3 separate regions of the Mus musculus genome follow, and regions 2 and 3 are each linked to region 1. The links are chromatin contacts, called in public Hi-C and promoter capture Hi-C maps. All regions are on one chromosome and are shown on one strand. Each heading gives the region's core, a stretch centred on a gene start, on an enhancer-like site or on the middle of the called end of the contact. The rest is flanking DNA. Distances are from core to core; before and after follow the strand shown. Region 1 holds the start of 4930523C07Rik (RIKEN cDNA 4930523C07 gene). Region 2 holds the start of Mrps14 (mitochondrial ribosomal protein S14). Region 3 overlaps Tnr (tenascin R).

What was found. A called contact is a pair of places that touch in the nucleus more often than the background predicts. Capture Hi-C pulls out chosen DNA fragments and counts their contacts.
Region 2: a contact with region 1 is called in a promoter capture Hi-C map of liver. The contact joins the promoter of Mrps14 here to the promoter of 4930523C07Rik in region 1. A contact is called at or near these places in 9 of 39 promoter capture datasets (the 3T3-L1 cell line, 3T3-L1-derived adipocytes, embryonic stem cells and 5 more), 1 of 15 datasets of contacts at CTCF or cohesin (CD8 T cells), 5 of 484 Hi-C or Micro-C datasets (B cells, CD4 T cells, LSK cells and 2 more), 1 of 115 datasets of contacts at active chromatin or transcription factors (effector CD8 T cells) and 2 of 9 other capture datasets (adipose tissue and liver).
Region 3: a contact with region 1 is called in a Hi-C map of uterus, with 1.8 times the contacts expected there. The contact joins the enhancer-like site here to the promoter of 4930523C07Rik in region 1. A contact is called at or near these places in 2 of 39 promoter capture datasets (both in embryonic stem cells), 24 of 484 Hi-C or Micro-C datasets (the AML12 cell line, B cells, CD8 T cells and 12 more), 11 of 115 datasets of contacts at active chromatin or transcription factors (the 230-238 cell line, CD4 single positive thymocytes, the SCID.adh cell line and 8 more) and 4 of 9 other capture datasets (adipose tissue, embryonic stem cells, liver and 1 more).

Annotation. Positions count from the first base shown.
Region 1 is chr1:160,042,677-160,046,333 of GRCm38.p6, forward strand. It overlaps 4930523C07Rik (RIKEN cDNA 4930523C07 gene), which reads left to right and starts at 1,704. Exons shown (of 3, transcript NM_001162896.1): 1 at 1,704-2,077. It overlaps Gm37294 (predicted gene, 37294), which reads right to left and starts at 1,641. Exons shown (of 2, transcript NR_168324.1): 1 at 1,472-1,641.
Region 2 is chr1:160,193,281-160,196,937 of GRCm38.p6, forward strand. Mrps14 (mitochondrial ribosomal protein S14) reads left to right here and starts at 1,935. Exons shown (of 3, transcript NM_025474.4): 1 at 1,935-2,031. The coding sequence starts at 1,987.
Region 3 is chr1:159,899,916-159,903,572 of GRCm38.p6, forward strand. All of the region lies in intron 18 of Tnr (tenascin R), which reads left to right. Among named protein-coding and RNA genes, the nearest start is that of Gm31348, 120 kb to the left of the region's middle. Within about 2 kb of position 1,671, at least 20 of the 459 cell types and tissues checked have an H3K27ac peak or open chromatin away from gene starts, as enhancers often do. A contact at or near this core is called in uterus, where this site is marked.

The sequences.
Region 1 (3,657 bases), core at 454-2,953:
GTGGACTAAGACAACATTGGGATGCCGCCCTACAGATAAGCATCTGGTTTTTGAAGTGCTGAGCTCATGGTGACTGCCTTAGGTTCTTCATTTCTCTGTGTTGTTGTTGTTTCTGGAAAGCATTGTGACCATCAGCCTAGCCTGTCCATAAAGTTGTTCAGGAAAGTATTTTCCACTGTCTTCCCCCCTGCTCAGCAGGTGTTAACCCAGAAGTTGTCCATAGAAGCCACTCTCTCTCCTGATGATGATATGGTGATGAGGGATAGGCTGGACTAGATAGAACTACTCAGACTCAGATCTCAACTCCACTATACATTAGCAATGACCTTGCAGAAGAAAGTTACTCCCCATCCTCAGGGGAAGGGGGCAAATTACATCTCACACAGGTCCGGTGTAGGTCCTGGGGGAGACTCGGTCTCCAATCACCGCACCGGGTTTGCACTTAAGGTTTCCTGTCATTCCCCAAGCCTGTCTTCCTCCAGCTCCCTGGTCCATTAGACCCTAGACCCCTGCTTCAGATTTGACACACAATGGAAGCCTTCCATCCACCACTAAATTGTTGGTGGAATCCATCTATAGCTGTCTCTTGCTAAAACTGTCTTCTTTCAGAGCCTGATCGTCCCCCTGCCCTACCCACTTAACCGTACTACTCCCACCCCCAACCCCACCCCCACAACAGATCACTTGGACCACTCTTCTTATTATCATTCAAATCTAGATCTATGTAGGGCATAGTGAAACACGTCCTTAAACCCAGCAAATTTCTGTGAGGCCAACCTGTTTCTACATTGTGAGTTCCAGGCCTGCCGGGGCTATATAGTGAGACTCGGTTTCAAAGGAACAACAACAGATCTAGATCGAGTTCTCTCTGTGGGATTTCTGGGGGAAAACCTCTACTTAATCTGCCTTTGGAAGAAGACTACAGGACCAACTATCCTTGGCATTTCTGGATGAATGCTGGGTTTTCTCTTTGGCCTTTCAACCCAGAGCCAGCTGGCTTCTCTTGAGTAAACCGGAACTCTCTTGTTTCCCGGTTGTGACAGTTAGCTTCACCAATCATTTTAATTCAGGCACCCAAAGGCCGAAGGACCCTATGGCTCAGGCCCAGCCACTGGAAAGCAAGCACCAGCTGCGCACCCTCCTGACACCTACAATCCAATGAGTAGAACCTCCGGTCTTTATCATGGCAAGATCTCTCAAGGTCATTCCGGGGAAGCCCCTAGATACTCCACAGCCGCTTCTGCCTATCACACCTTCCCAACTTCCCTGCAGAAGCCTTGGAGGCACTGAGCAAGCTCTCTACCACCCCACCTTTACATTTGGGGGCGGAGTTAGACAAACAAGAGATCTGAATATAAGCTCACAAGGAGTAAATAAAATGAAAAGGGAGAACTTTTGAAGTTAGTTGTCCCTGCCTCCTGCGCTCCTAACATCTCCAGGTAACTCCCATGGAGCGCACACACAAAGATACCTTGTCACGAGGCACCGGGGATTGCTCTCCCTTTAGACACCCCAGCCCTTTTCCTGGAAGGTGACTTTATTCCACAGCACGGGGCTGTTATTTTTTCCTTAGGCCAGGGTTGGGAGTTTACACCCCACGTCTCTGGGAACACTGGCGCGTCTGTGAGCAAAGTTGGCTCTGGCGTCCTGAAGGAGGCGTGCTCGGGGCGGAGGGGCAAAAGAACGTCACAGTGGGGCGGAGTGGGGACACTGGCCGGGAGACCCGGAGGAAGGACACCCGCGCTGCGTGTGCTGTGGCGTGTGCCTCCTAGTTTAAGGTAGGAGTTGGGCTGAGGAGAGACAGAGCCAGCCAGTCAGATTCAGGAAGTTGCGTTCCTGACCTCAGTAGCAGAGCTGGGTGCGGTGAAACCTCAGCCAGGGACGCAGGGGGCGCTTTCCTCCACATCACACTGGTGGCACCCACTGACCGGCAGCGCCGCCTCTCTCCCGGGACCTGGCAGTGGGAGGGAGAGGCAGGAGCAGGGACCCAGACCTCACCCTTGTGCCCAAGTCACTTCAGAGCACCGGAACAGAGCCAGCGGTCCCGCCGGCGGGAAGCCTTCCAACGGACCCAAAGGTGAGTTTCAAAACTTTCTGTATCGCTTTGTGCTGTTGTTTTCAAAATAAGTTTGGGAGCTGCCCCGCTGTGGAAGGGGACTTTCCCATAGAAGAGTGAATCCGCCCCTGAGAGAAGTGAGATAAAGGGGTTATTTCTAAGAAGCCGTTTGCACAGTTGCTTTCATTCTTTCCTCCTAGAGGTCTCTCACCTTCTCTCTGCTCCTGGCCTGACACATGGGCTCCTCTGGAGTTTGGGGTGGAGTTCTCAGCTCCAGTTGACACCAGCTGCAGGTAGGAGCCATTTGAAAAGGACCAGATGGACATTGTCTAAACGGGCAAAGTCAGTATTTGAGATGCTCCTAAAATCATACCCTCTGGGATTTAAAAACAAAACAAAACCAAACAAACAAACAAACTCATTCTAAAAGAAACTATAATTTCAATGGGGCTAAAAGACTTACCAGACTGAAAATGTGGCCTGGAGCCAAGGGGTGGAGTGAGATCTGTATGCCATTCTGAGTCTCTAGAGAGTTTGTGTGACACATTTTTTTTCCTGAACTTTCCCAACTCTCTAAATGGTCCTTGATCTTCTTCCCACCCAGAAAGGTGGATTGGAAAACACAGCAGGTCCTGTTTTGAAGGGCTATGTAGGAATGATTTGTGTAACAGTAGTTAAGTAAATGATAGCCGGATAGCTGTTGTTTTCAACACCAGTCCTGCCTATCTGAAAGGGAACCCAAAGCAAAGACTAGTGCTTGCCCTAATGAACACCAGCCAGCCAGCCATGAGAATCCGCAGGCCTGCTCTGCCCAGTCTGCTCAATGAGGAAGGCTAGGAATGCAGCACCCAAGCCACTCCAAGCTCCTGCCTGCCAAAGCCTTTATGCTACATCCACCATTGGAAAGAGAGAGAGAACCTGGAGCTAATTTTAGGGAATCTTCATTCTGAAGTATTGTTGGGGACCAAGAACAAGTCTTAAATGGACACGGGTGCATCTTGTTCTTAACCCTTTTACAAAGTTTATCAACGCCACCTAAAGAGCCCTGCAACTGAAAGGTACTGCTGCGTTAAACGCAGCTGTGTCTGGTTTGTTTGTGTTTTGTAATTTTTTTTAATTAAATTTTCACATTCTATAGTTATGGGTAGGATAGTTTTGCAAGGGTCTCTCCTAGCTTTGAGCTAAAATTCAGATCTATCAACCACTTAGTCTGATATGTCTTCCCTTGGCCTGGTACCTCCCTTCTTCTGAAATTCTGCCTCCCCTTCTATACCCATGACACCGTTCTAGGAAAGAGGCCCATTACAAAACAACATTTCGGGCACTGTCAACATTTTGCCTACAGAATCAAAAGAGGTGAAAGCCACAGGATCAAACCCAAGAAGATAATAAACAGTCAGCAGGCTTCTGCACCAGTTTTAACGTGGAAGGGGCACACTCATTAGCTAAGCATCACTGTACCTACTGTGTGTTGGGCAATGTGCCAGGGCTATGGAATCTAAGGCGATGATGTAGTTTGTACTTTCAAAGAGCCACCAGACTGGCAAATAGACACTAGGAAACAAACCACAGTTCAGAGCAATGTACATTATATAATAGTA
Region 2 (3,657 bases), core at 685-3,184, 150 kb after region 1:
GATAGCAGTTGGAGGACAGAGGGTGGCTCAGCAAGTTCTCTTCACAAGGCTGCAGCATGCACTGGTGTCTAGGAAGCTATCCATTCAGTGAGACTACAGCAGTGGTTATCTAGTGCCAGCTCCAGACCAAGTTTCTAGGTAGGGTTGCTGGAGGATAATACTGACAGGCACCTGTCTCAAGAAATGCTTTGATCTCTAAGTAACCTTCAATGCAGTTGCAGAGAAACTTGGGGCCAGTTTTACGTTGAAGGCTTCTTGGCTTGTTTAGCAACATATACTATCTGCTTGTGCATGGAAGCTCAGGGTGAGAAGACTCCAAATAAAGTCTCTCAGTACACTCAAGAATAGAGGGAGAATGTAAACGGTCACATTGAATTTTAATCTTTCTGATTTTTTTCTGGACCTTTTAGGAATTCAACTCATGGGTCTGTGCAATAGTTTAATTGTATAAAACTCGCTTTTTAAAAGATTTGTTTATTTATTTATTATATGTAAGTACACTGTTGCTGTCTTCAGACACTCCAGAAGAGGGCGTAAGATCTCCTTACGGATGGTTGTGAGCCACTGAGTGATTGTTGGGATTTGAACTCAGGACCTCTGGAAGAGCAGCCGGTGCTCTTAACTGCTGAGCCATCCCTCCAGCCCTAAAACTCATTTCTTTTTTGTTTTGTTTTGTTGTTTTTTTGAGACAGGGTTTCTCTGTATAGCCCTGGCTGTCCTGAAACTCACTTTGTAGACCAGGCTGTCCTCGAACTCAGAAATCCACCTGCCTCTGCCTCCCGAGTGCTGGAATTAAAGGCGAGTGCCACCACGCCCGGCCCTAAAACTCATTTCTTACTCTATAGCCTATAAACATATCTTTCTGACTTTCAAGCCCCTTCCAGAAGTTTGGCTTTCTGAAATTGTAACACATTAGTGAAACTTTTCCTGTTTTTAATTGAAAAGAAATATTTTTATACAGCATATTTCCCCTCCCTCATCTCCTCCAAGATCTTCCCACTTCCCTTCCTATCTAACTCCCGATGAAAACAAACAGGCATCTTAAAACAACAGAAACATAATAAAAGAGTTTGCCGTGTACCCATATCTTGAGATGACTGTAGATGATGCCCAATTATGTTGTGTGTGGCGTGGGGGTGAGTGGGAATGAGTTTTAACCAGGGTTTGATGCTGCTTGCTGGTCTAGGACTTTTTAGATCTTAGTATGATGGCAGGGACTCCTGGTTGTCTTATCCTGCCAAATGGTTTCAGTCAGAGTTTCCCTAGCCCATTAGAAATGTTCACTAACTTGTAACGCTTAAAGAAAAAAACTCTCCTTCTTCCTGGGAGCTTCCTGTGTAAAGAGCCCAATGGGCTGTTCCTCACTGCACCCATCAACACATCTAGGAGACAGGCTAGGAAGATGGCAGGAAAGTGCCCTGTACTAAAGGGAAAACAGCAGGCACATGCACACACACCACTACCGCCGTCCAACCCACAGAGACAAAAACGTAAAACCTATACAACCTTAATACAGATATGATATAATATAATAAAATAAATATAATATATATAATATAATACATATTTAAACCCTTGGCGTGCAAGCAGAAACTCTATCAGGGCCACTACCATCTTCTTTACAGCAGAAATGTGACCAGTGCCAGTTCTGCAGGATGAGTGACAAATGCTGCCAAGCTTCCGCCGGGTGGCGCCAACGCGCAGAACACAGGCGCAGGCTGGGCGGGGCTGGGACAGAGGAACAGCAAGGGCCAGGAGAGATCGCGCAGGCTCACTATTCTCCTACTGCCTAAGTGGGCGGTCCGCATGGATGATTTGCTTATCTATGAAATAACGCGAGAGTTATTTCAAATCCCGCACCTACCCTCTCCCTCTCTATAGGCTAAATCCTGCCCTGGACCCGCCCTTTGGGGCATAAGCCCCGCCTCCACAGAACCTGTTTCCGGTGTTGTACTGCGGCGGTGGTTGGCTGGCTGGGCAGACAACATGGCGGCGTCCGTGCTAGGCTCGCTGCTGCGGACCTTCCGGCAGGTCAGGCCCCTGCCTTTCTCGCCAGCCTACCCCTTCCCTGATTTCCGTGTCCTGTGGGTCCCTCGTAACCCTGTCACCTGTAATGCGCACGGAGGACCGATCCCAAGGCTCCTATCTGCTTTCCCGTCCTGGCTAGGTTAGGAGAGCCCAGAGCAGCAGTCGAGGGCTTGGTATTCAGGTGTGATCCGTCATGTGAAAGCTGCGAGAATGACTCCGGGTTATAAGGAGCCGAGTGTGAGTGGAGAAGAGAGGGGAGAGTCGGATGATTGAGACCTCAGAGGCTCCGATTATGCAAAGAGACTGTAGGGAACTAGCTGTCAGCCAGTGGTGGCTTGGAAGCAGGTGGTGACAATTTCGAATGGGGAGCAGGCCATTCCGCTAAAGCAGAATTAGTTAAAGGAAGGGCCGAGAATTGGCTGTAGAGTTAAGGAGTGGGAGTGTTATGATGCGGATAGAAACTGGAACGAGCAGCAAAGGACGTTGGAGAAGTCTTGGATAGTTTTGTTGGGGAGGGGTGTCAACTAGAGGGAGACCTGGGTGGACCTGGGTTGTTTTTTCTTTACTGTGACATTGCGTCATATCTGTATATTAGAGTGGGGGAACACTGATATAAAGAATAGGGAAGAATCGCTGGAGATCTGCCTTTTTTTTGCAGGCAAGAGGTGATATAGTCTGTGTATGAATTTTGATTTTAGGAATGTGGTTAAGTCATGAATAGCAGTTTCGTCCAGTAGAATTGTAATGCAAACCACAAGGATAATTTAAATATTTTCTAATATTTATATTGAAGTTTAAAAAGGAGGTGCGGTTAATTTTGATAGATATTTTTAGTCAGGTCTATCCTTATCCTAACAAGTCAAAATTAGAATGACTTATGTGACATTTGCATTCTTCTGTTGGAAGCAGGTTTCAAAGTCTGTGTATCTGACACTTAAAATATATATATATCGCAGTTGGGATGCTAACTTTTGCAGTTGGACCAAAACCAAACTTTTAAGCGAGTTAATACCAAGAATTATGTCCCCACTTGTACTGCTTACAGTTCCAGTGCGTATTAGCTGTATCCATGGTTCATGGCCACTGTAATGGACAGAGGTGTCATATAACCAATGAGAGGGGTGTAGAGTGTAGTACAAATACTGCCGAGGGGGCACAGGTATGGTAGTGGGAGTTTGGAAATTCTCTCCAGATTGCTTCTAATTTTATAACTAAGGGTACTGAAGTCATCAGAACCTGAGGGTGTGGGAGAAGGTAACAGTGACTTAAGAAAGAAGAATGAATACACCTGCAAATTGTCCCCAGATTTCCACCTGAGTTGTAGTATGCATGAGGTATGCACATGCACACACAAATAAATGCCATAAGTTACTTCCTAAAACTATTAAGTCTTCCCCCCATGAGATGGCTCAGTGGGTAAAATGCTTGCCACCAAGCCTGTGCAGTTCAATCTAAGGCCCCATGTTGTAGGGGGGTAACTGACTCACAGAAGCGTTGTCCTTGTCCACCCTCCACACATGCCCGTCCATACACAAGCACACATGTGCACTCAGACATGCCAAATAGAATTTAACTGCTCAAAGTCATTTAACGAGTGACTGAAAGTTTGTAGGATAATCCTTGTCTCTC
Region 3 (3,657 bases), core at 421-2,920, 140 kb before region 1:
ATGTTTAAAAAAAAAGACACAAACAAACAAAACAAAACAAAACAAAAGCAAAACTAAAACTAAAGAAGAGTCTTAATACCCTATGCAGGGGTGCTACAAAGAGGTGCATCTTGCAGAATATGAAGGCAAAACCCCTTTCAGGTTCTGTCTGCCACTGCAGTACAAATCTTTCTGGGTACATCACACTGGGCTGCAGTGTCTACTTCCTGTCCCAGCCCCTCTACCCTTTCTGCCTCTGCCAAGAGGAAAGTTAACGAAAGAATAAAATACAAGGTTGTTTGCTCCCAAATAGTGGGGTTAGGAGTGTTACAGAAAAGGGAAAGCAGACAAAGTGAAAAGCAGAATTTCTTCACCTGATCCAAGATCGAAAGGCTGCCTGTCTGGACCCCACAGGTGTGAGTTTATCCTGCCGAGGAAGACTGGGGAACACTGAAAGTTCCATGACAGTACACCAAGGCTGAAGGAGTTAGAGGCTAATTTCCTTTTGGCTGCTCGCATCCTTTCCAACTTACTTGGCAGTCTCTGCATTTTCTACTCACCTGCATCTTATTCTGAGGATGTGCTGATCCTGTGAGAGGTTTTGGTGCCTTTTCTGATAGACAACAGAGTTTAAAGGTTGCCTTCAAAGTGGCCTCTGTGACTGACAAACACTCACCCTGTCCTGGGACAGGACTCACTTGAGCAGATGCTTGTATAATGGTCTGGGAAAGAGATGAGATGTCAATAATTAATAATAATATTTTTCTTTTTTCTATTTATTGAAAATAGATTATTTTTTCTCACACAATATATCCTGATTACGGTTTCCCTTTCTTCTGATCCTCCCAGTTCCTCCCCAGCATCGTGATAGAAAAGGCCTAGCTGGCCTAGAAACCTCCCCTGATCAAGATGCCTTTTCTTATGTTCATACCACATGATCCGAGCCCATTCCAATCTTTCCATCATGTTAATAGCTTCCTGTCCTCTTGTCTCTGGTGTTTGCACAAGACTCCAGGGGGAATTATGTACAAGTGGTATGGGAGAGAAAAAAATATAGATACATTATTTATAATTTGCTGCCTCCTGAAATTTCATCCAAGGTCTACTTGTCTTTTAGAGACATGAATTTAAATGAGGAAACAAATATTCCCTGCAGAGCCACGGGGACTTGGCGAAATGATCTTCGGAGAGGCAGGTTTCATTGTCTCTTTTAATACTATAAAAGGCAAACAAGACTCACACTGAAGCTCATCCGCAGAGTCAGTAAACACTATAAAAGGGTTGTCTTGACCTTGAGGTTAAGTGAAGAGGTAGCTAGAGATGAGTAATGAGGTGAGGTTGTGGTTTTGTTTATTTTGCTTTTGTATTTTTATTCTTGTTTTATTGCCTTTGCCCCCTGCTATCTTCCTTCCAGGTCAGGCTGTTCCATGAAGTAATTTTTGGGTCTTCTCTGACATAAAACACTTTTTTTTTTTAGGTTGTAAAAAATGAATGGAAATTGGCAAATTCTAGGCTCCAAAGCAGTGGGTAGTAGACTTTAAAAAAAAGTCATGGTTACCAGGATTTCTGTTGGAAAAGGAAGCCTGCTAATCTGTACATCTGGGCATCACAAGTGCCTCTACCCAGGCAGCAGCTGGGGGGTCCCACTGCTCTGCCACTTACACACAGTTGGATGTTTTATTTCCCTGAGAAACAAAAGAACAAAAGATGCCTGGCAGGAGACAGAGGCAGAGACAGAGAGAGAAGTGTGCACACATGCATGCAGGAGCGCGAGCACACACACACACACACACACACACACACACACACACACACACACACACACACACACAGACAGACACACACAGTCCCAGACACACAGAGGAAGGTCTGCCTTCGCCTTTTCTAAGGCCTGGCTACGGAGAAGAAAGTAGTATACTAATCATACCATACGAATATCCCATCCCAAGCCAAGCAAATTAACATCTAAATGTCAGATCAAAGGTTTGGATTAGTGAAACAGCCCCCCCCCCCCCCCGCCTTTATTGTGTGTTCTCAGTATCAGCCTCCAAGGTCCCTCTCCATATTCCCTCAGTTATTTCCTTTTGCCCTGGCCCTTTTTCTGTCTTTGACATACAACCATCCAAACATGTCCATCTGGAAGCCTCTTGTTCCTGCCTTTGCAAAGCATACTCTTATAGAACTGTTTGTGATTACCAATGATCTAAATGTGTCTAACGTGTTTTGGATTATATAACTCATCGGACATTATTTTCTGTTTGGGCACTTTTACATTCATGTGTCCTTCACTTCAAATTACTGTGAAATATTACTTGACGTGTGCCCATCCGTCACCTTTGGCTCTCCACTCTCTCAGATTGTCTGCAGCCTTTCACAGTCCCACACAGTGCTTGCACTATGTGCCTTCAGAGTATTCATCTGTGAACCAGTGAGGTGTGCGAAGGTTGTATACCCAAAGAGGAATTGAAATGTGTGGTATGTGCTTGTACAGTTTTAAGTACTTACAGGTTGGACACACAGGGATGCTCTTGTTTTCTGGACACACCATTCCTAACAACTTGACACAGTCCAGCCTGGTCCAGCATTGAAATTTTTAGCAGTCTGATAAGTATAGTCGATGTCTCGTTACTTTTGATGAATCATGTTAACAGTACGTTTGAATTTAAACCTCTCTCCCCGTTTGTCAGACATTTGATTTCCTTTGGTGGTAAATTACCTGTTCGTATCATTTGCTTATTTTCCCATCAGGGTTCCCCACAGTATTATCCAGCATTACTTGAACCTCTAACATCCTTAGTACAAAGGCTTTTCTTACCAATAGCTCCAAAGATTTTCTTCAATATTCTTCTGTCCTCTTTGTGATCTATTGTCATGCTTTGTTCATTTCATATGTGGCATTCACCTGGGATACGGTTTCATTTTTCTTTATAGAGTGAGCCAGTTTTACCAGCATCATCCACTAAGTAAGTTCATTGATTTGAATGCTTTCCTGTATATTACATTCACACATGCATATAATCTGCCTCTGAACTCTGAATTATCTATTTTATGCCATGCTCTGTTCATCTGTGTTTTTTTAAAAATCAAAGCCTAAAAATTTTGTGTTTATATCTAGAGTTAATCTTAACACGTTGACACATGGTAAGGCAAGCTTCCTTGGCTCCCATTCTCGAGGTTCACTTAGCTATTTGATGGCACTTAATTTTCCGTGGGTGTCATGTCATGTGCATTATCCCACTTAGGTATGAAGTCCTCCAAGTGAAATTTACAGTAGAATTGAAATGTACTTACTTGTAAGTTAATTTGAGAAGAACTGACAGCCATATGATAGCAAGTTATCCCTTCTAAAACGCATAGACTGGATCTTTATTTATCTACATAATCTTTATGTTCCTCACAATGTTAAATTTTCCCCACAGCATTCCTGTGCTCTTGGCTGATTTCTGGAAGCTTTATTATTTTTTATTGGTTTGTGACTTGTATCTAATTAGAAAAATATTTTCTAGTTGATTATTGCTGATGCAGAAAAATACTATTGATTTTACATATTGATCCAGTATCCAGAAATCCTGCTGACTTTCTCCCTAATTGTAATTATCTATTGTTTCTATTAATATTTTACGTAAATATGGAGCTGGGGAGGTAGAGGTAGTAAAAGTATTGCCTGCTGTGCACTTA